Linked DNA regions of Ovis aries: region 1 is linked to region 2. A link is a contact called in public Hi-C data. All regions are on one chromosome and are shown on one strand. The core of a region is the stretch at or near the end of the contact, and the rest is flanking DNA. Distances in the headings are between cores, read along the strand shown. Region 1 overlaps LOC114113914 (a long non-coding RNA gene). Region 2 has its middle 100 kb from the start of SLC1A4.

Evidence for each region. Hi-C and Micro-C count contacts between places; a contact is called where the count stands out from the background.
Region 1: a Hi-C map of omental adipose tissue shows a contact between it and region 2, with 4 times the contacts expected there. The contact joins two enhancer-like sites. A contact is called at or near these places in 5 of 16 Hi-C or Micro-C datasets (blood, hypothalamus, muscle and 2 more).

The regions. Positions count from the first base shown.
Region 1 is chr3:43,955,069-43,957,768 of ARS-UI_Ramb_v3.0, forward strand. The region is part of intron 2 of LOC114113914 (a long non-coding RNA gene); the gene reads left to right. Among named protein-coding and RNA genes, the nearest start is that of LGALSL, 100 kb to the left of the region's middle. Within about 2 kb of position 1,258, at least 16 of the 54 cell types and tissues checked have an H3K27ac peak or open chromatin away from gene starts, as enhancers often do.
Region 2 is chr3:43,436,834-43,439,572 of ARS-UI_Ramb_v3.0, forward strand. It overlaps the pseudogene LOC101118177. Among named protein-coding and RNA genes, the nearest start is that of SLC1A4, 100 kb to the left of the region's middle. Within about 2 kb of position 1,283, at least 34 of the 54 cell types and tissues checked have an H3K27ac peak or open chromatin away from gene starts, as enhancers often do.

The DNA.
Region 1 (2,700 bases), core at 8-2,507, 520 kb after region 2:
ATCGCAGACATTCTGACTGGTATGAAGTGGTACCTCTAACAATTAATTTAAAATAATTAATACAATTAATTAAAATTATTTAAGATTGTTGCTTAGTCAAGAAAAATCATCAAACAAGACAATTCTCTCAATTAAAAATGAGGGGAGAGAAGTAAATTTGGAAAATAGGATTGATGAGTTTGCTTCCACTAAAGCCAGGGGCTCACATTTTTCTTTTTGCCTCAGGCTCCAATATGGCTCGGCCCCTTTGAAAGACTATTCAAATAGTCTTTATTTGAAATTTTGATCCTTTGTTCATCATGAAATTTTTACATTTTTATTTTTTTTAATATGGCATTAAAATATTATTTTTCTTGATAACTGAATTTTTGGGTGGCCCTTTAAATTTTGTGCTGGAGGTGAGAGCTTCACTCTAGTCCTGGCCTGGTGAGCCCCAGTGGCCCAAGGGCAGCCCTGAGGATCGCCTCCTGGGTCTCTGTTCTCAGACTTGTACTTTCTTGCGCACATCCCCCACCAACCACCCACAGTCTTCTCAGTGCCCATGACTGAGGAGCCACTTGCCCTCAGAGAACTTGTCTCTGCATCACACCACATCCTCATGATTCAAAGCATTAAGCCTGGAACCGGCTGCAGTTATTCTTACTGTTTGCGTGTAAAGCTATTCAGAGGCTTGCTTGCCGTTGTCCGGCAGCCTTTGGCTAGAAGGAGTATACAAATGTAATTCCCTTAATCTCCTGCAAGGCCCTTAATCATTCCTAACACACTTGGCCTGATCCAGTGTGCTAATGGAGCCGCATCCTGACGAAGTAGATAATGGGAAGAAGGATGACACCAGCAAAGCAAGAGCAACTGACACCCAGCTGCTTCCCAGCCCCAAGCCCCTGCCACTGTCCTCATTCCTCCGCCTGCTGCTGCTTTGGGAGAAGGGGCATTATAGTGACTCCTCCTCACTTCCCCAGCTGACACCCTCCCCCACGGCCAGCCAAATGTTTTACAGCTGGAAAAGAGGGTGAGCAGTAGCTTCCTTTGTAAAGAGCTGCAGTATGAGTATATTTTCCACATGCTGACTCACAAAGCTGTTGGTGCCCTTGACCCCAGTACACGGTTCCAACTCCTTGGCTGTCTTGGGGTTGGGGGTGGAGGAGTGACTGATCTAGCAGTTTAAGTCACTCCTTGCCTCGGTTTTCCCATAAGGAGAACACTTACGCCCTTCTGCAGCGGGGGACGGACTCAGTGACCTCTCACAGTTTCTTCCAACCACAGGATTCCATCGGGCTATTATTAGAATCGTCTGGACAGAGCTTCAGTGTGACAGGAGGCTTCTGGAGTGCGTGGAACCAAATGAAAATGTTTATGGGTGTTTGGGGGCACCAAACCGTCTCTGACTGTCTTTCTGAAGTCATTCAGCTTTACTAGGGTTATTTCTCTGAGTGTTTCTTTCTGCTAAATGTCTGTTTATTTTTCTCAGTCTGTTCACTCCTTTAGCCTGTCTCTCATGGTTCCCGTCTCAACTAGATTCCAGTTATATAAAGGCAGGACAGCCTCATTCCTTCTGGTACCCACCACTGTAGCCCACATCCAATCAGGGAGAGCTGGCTGGATGTCAGCCTGCTGTTTACTAGCTAGATGGGCCATTGGGCAGATGACCTAACCAGTCTTTGGGCCCCAAATTTCTTTCTTATACAATGGGATGATAGTATGTGACTCATGGAATAGTGTGAGGATTATAGCAGATCAAGTACAGAGCACAGCGTTCAGCATAGAGTGAGGAGTAAAAACAATAGCTGTTGAATGCATAAATGAGTCTTCGCATGATATAAAAAAACAGCTATACAAGAAATACATGAGTGTGTCCCTGTTGCCTAAATTCAAATAATACAGAAGTATACAGTCAAAAATGAAAGAGTCCTTTCATTGACTACCCCCCTTCTCTCCCCTCCTTTCTCAGCGTTAATAATAGTTCTTTCTTTGGCTCTCTGCTTTCGGGGGGAAGGAGTTAATTATCTGTAATGTGAATATAGTCTTACTTTGTAAAGATCCAAATGTTTAGAAGCATACCACCTCTCCAGATTTGAAGACGTTCCCCTTCATATCTCTTTCATTCTTACCTCTGCCTCTGGAGGTAACTACTTTAAAAAAGAAAAAATCTTTTGGCCACACAACATGTGGGATCTTAGTTCCCCAACCAGGAGTCAAACCCATGCCTCCTGCATGAGTCTTAACCACTGGACCACCAGGGAAGTCCCTGGAGGTAATCACTTTTGACAGAGATTCTGCCCACATCTATTCTATTAATTTGTTATTGTTGTTCATTTGATAAGTCGTGTCTGACTCTGTGACATCATGGACTGCAAAATATATATACTATGTATGTACAGTATACTATGTATATACACACATATATACACATATTTATACAACTTTTAAAAAATACATTTTAAAAAGGTATTTTATCAGAAATGGTAAGTCACTTCCAATTTCATCTAGAAAAGTGAAACATGCAGGTTACTCAAGAAAGCCCTGAATTAATGTCCCTGGTTCTTTCCTGCAAAGGGGTGAGGCTGTTTTTTCCAAAGTACCAAGGAACAAAGAAAACAGAAAGATATCAAAACCTCTGAATATGAGTTTGGCTTCACCCTTTGAGGTGGACCACTGCAAGTATCAGAGAGGCGAGTATGTGGGGCTTAGGGATAGAAGGAG
Region 2 (2,739 bases), core at 33-2,532:
GGCCCATCTCCATGCACTGAGTGGGGGAGGGTGCAAGGAGTGACTAAGGATATTTCTGGGAAAAAGGATTCACCCGTGGCAACTTCTCAGCACCTACAGGAGGGGCAGTTTCAAGGACAGCACGCTTCTGTGTCCTGGAGTGCCAGCATCTTTGTGAGCGTAGGCTCTTCCGTTCTTCATATTATGCTCCGCGTGCTCTGTAGGAGGCAGTGCTGTTGTCTCCATTTTACAGACGAAGAAACTGAAACTCAGAGAGATGAATCAGCTTGCTAAATGCCTCAGGAAGAGACGCTGGAAGCAAACCGCAGCTCTGTCTGACTTCAGAGCCCTTTTTGTAACAGCTCTACAGAGACAGGCTTCACTGAAGGGGCTGGTAAAAACGGACAGGGCCGTTTCCCTGGCACCTCAGTGGAGCCCTGAAAACACCAGGTGTCGTCAGCAGAGCTGGCAGCTGGGGCCCCCCCTGGGGTCAGTCGTGTTGGGAGGGGCTTTGGGGCAGCTGTGGAAGACGGCGCTGGTGGCCTCAGCAGTCCTGGTGGGCAGCCAGCCGTCCCCTCATGGCACGATAACTGATATTTATTGGACACTTACCGTGTGCCAGACACCGTGTAAGTACTTAACGTGGATTAACTTATTTAATATTTACAACAACTCCCACTTTTACGGATTAGGAAACCGAGGTAAGGCAACTTTCTCGGGTCAGCCTCTGATAAATGTGGAGCCAAGATCTGAACCCAGGCACGTTGACGGCTGGCTTGTGTGCTTCAGCTGTGCTCTGTTGAATGTCCTGGGGGCGGAGAAGGGATTTAGTATCTTGACGTGTTTACTTACGGGTAGTGTGCCCAGGGAAGAAGAGGGCCAGTGTGTGCAAAAATGACGACAATACTTTGCACTCCCTCCACCAGGAGCTGAAGTCCGTTCCCCACTTCTCAAGTTAGGGCTGGCCTCCTGACTCACTTTGACCAAGAGAATGTGGCCACAGGAGACGGGCTGGTTCCCAGCCCAGGCCTCCAGAAGCCTTGTGGCTTCTGCTCTCCCTGTCCGTGGAACCTCGCCACTACAGCAAGAAGTCTGGGGCAGGCTCCCCTGCTGGGTGAGAGGTACTTGGCCCGTCACCCTGTCACCCTTTCACCACAGCTGACAGCCTGCTAACCACCTGATGAGCGGATGAGGCTGTCCTACGCCATCCAGCGACCTGCCGGCTCACCACAGACACAGGCCCAGGCCCAGCAGAGCCAGGCTGGACACTGCCCCCACTGACCCACAGAGGCAGGAGCTAATAAGTACACGTTTCTTGTTTTCAGCCACTGGGTGGCTTGTGTGTAGCAATAGATACAGCAGAAAATACCCCAAAGAGAAGGAAGGTATGAAGTTGGAGGAATTCCCACCAGATAGTATAGGTAAGTGGAAACCCCTCAGGCAGGGAAAAGAGATTCGGAGGAAAGGGAGCGGGGCAGGGGAGCACCTGCCTGGCTCCTCAGAAACCCAGCACCCTCACCTCTTCTGGCTTCCCCCAGGCAGGGGAGGGGCCAAACTCTCCGGAGAGAAACTCCAGAGAGACAGGAAGCTGAAGCAGTGGTCTGCTCCTGTGTGTGTATGTGTGCGGGGGTGAAGGGGGTGGGCATGTCTGCAGTCAGCGTGAGGCGGCCACCTCTTGGCAGACATGCTGGTGTTGCTGTAGGGCAGAGAGAACCCAAGGCAGTCTGTGAACCTGGTATTCTGGGCACCACCGACGCCAAGCTCCGGCTGTTCCCGTGAAAGTAGCTCTGATCCAGACAATAAACTGTGTGAGCCTAACCACAAGCAGCAGATACAAGAATAAGGAAAAGCAAGAAAAGGGGAAAAACCTTTAGGATGTATTCATACAAGGAACAAGAAAACTTGGGGCAAACTGCAATAGAGGGAATGGCCACTGAGAGGAGGCGGGGGCTAAAAGAACACTGCTGTTCAGACTACAAAAGGATGCCCCTGGGATTAAAGCAGGGGAAAAAGGATTTAATGATACTTGGTAAATGTCACCAGCATGTAAAATCTACATATTATGGTGTAATCACGCTTTTTGGTGATGATAGTGGTGATTTCACTTGCCCACGTTTTAAAAATCACCCTTCTCGAACGCTTTGAGGATTTTAAAAAGAATCAAATCTTTCAGGTAAGGGATGGTGCTGTATCCATACAATTTCAAGCAGCCTTTGAGAATGGGACAAGAGTTTTTCTTTTAAGTTAGACCCTTCCCGGGGCTCTGGGCCTGGGCCCAAGCCTGAAACCACAAAAAGCATTTCCCAGCACCCTGGCGACGCTCACCTTGAATTCCCTTCCTGCCAAGTTGCCCCAGTGTTTCCCAGACTTGGGGAAGCCGCTCTCGAGACCGCCCGGCCTCGGAGCCTGGGGGTGGGGGCGACCGATCCCCCCACACACACACACCGCACGGCCACCAGAGGGCGCTGCTCTGTCGCCGGGAGCGCCGCGGCCGCCTGGGCGTGTGGCCTGGCGAGGGCAATTTTGTGTTGTTTAAATGCCAGCATTGATTGCTCACTCCTTTCCCAACATGTTTCCAATTTACCCGGTATCTCTTCTACGTGAAAAACTCAAGAACAACAACAACAAAAATGCATACTTTAGTTCCAGAATAAGCAAAAGGGGTTTTACACGAAATGCAGTTTTGTTCCAGAAGCCTCTGGGACCAGGGCAGAGCAGCCAGCAGGGGCTCTCCGGACGCTGCTCGCCGGTTAGGGCAGA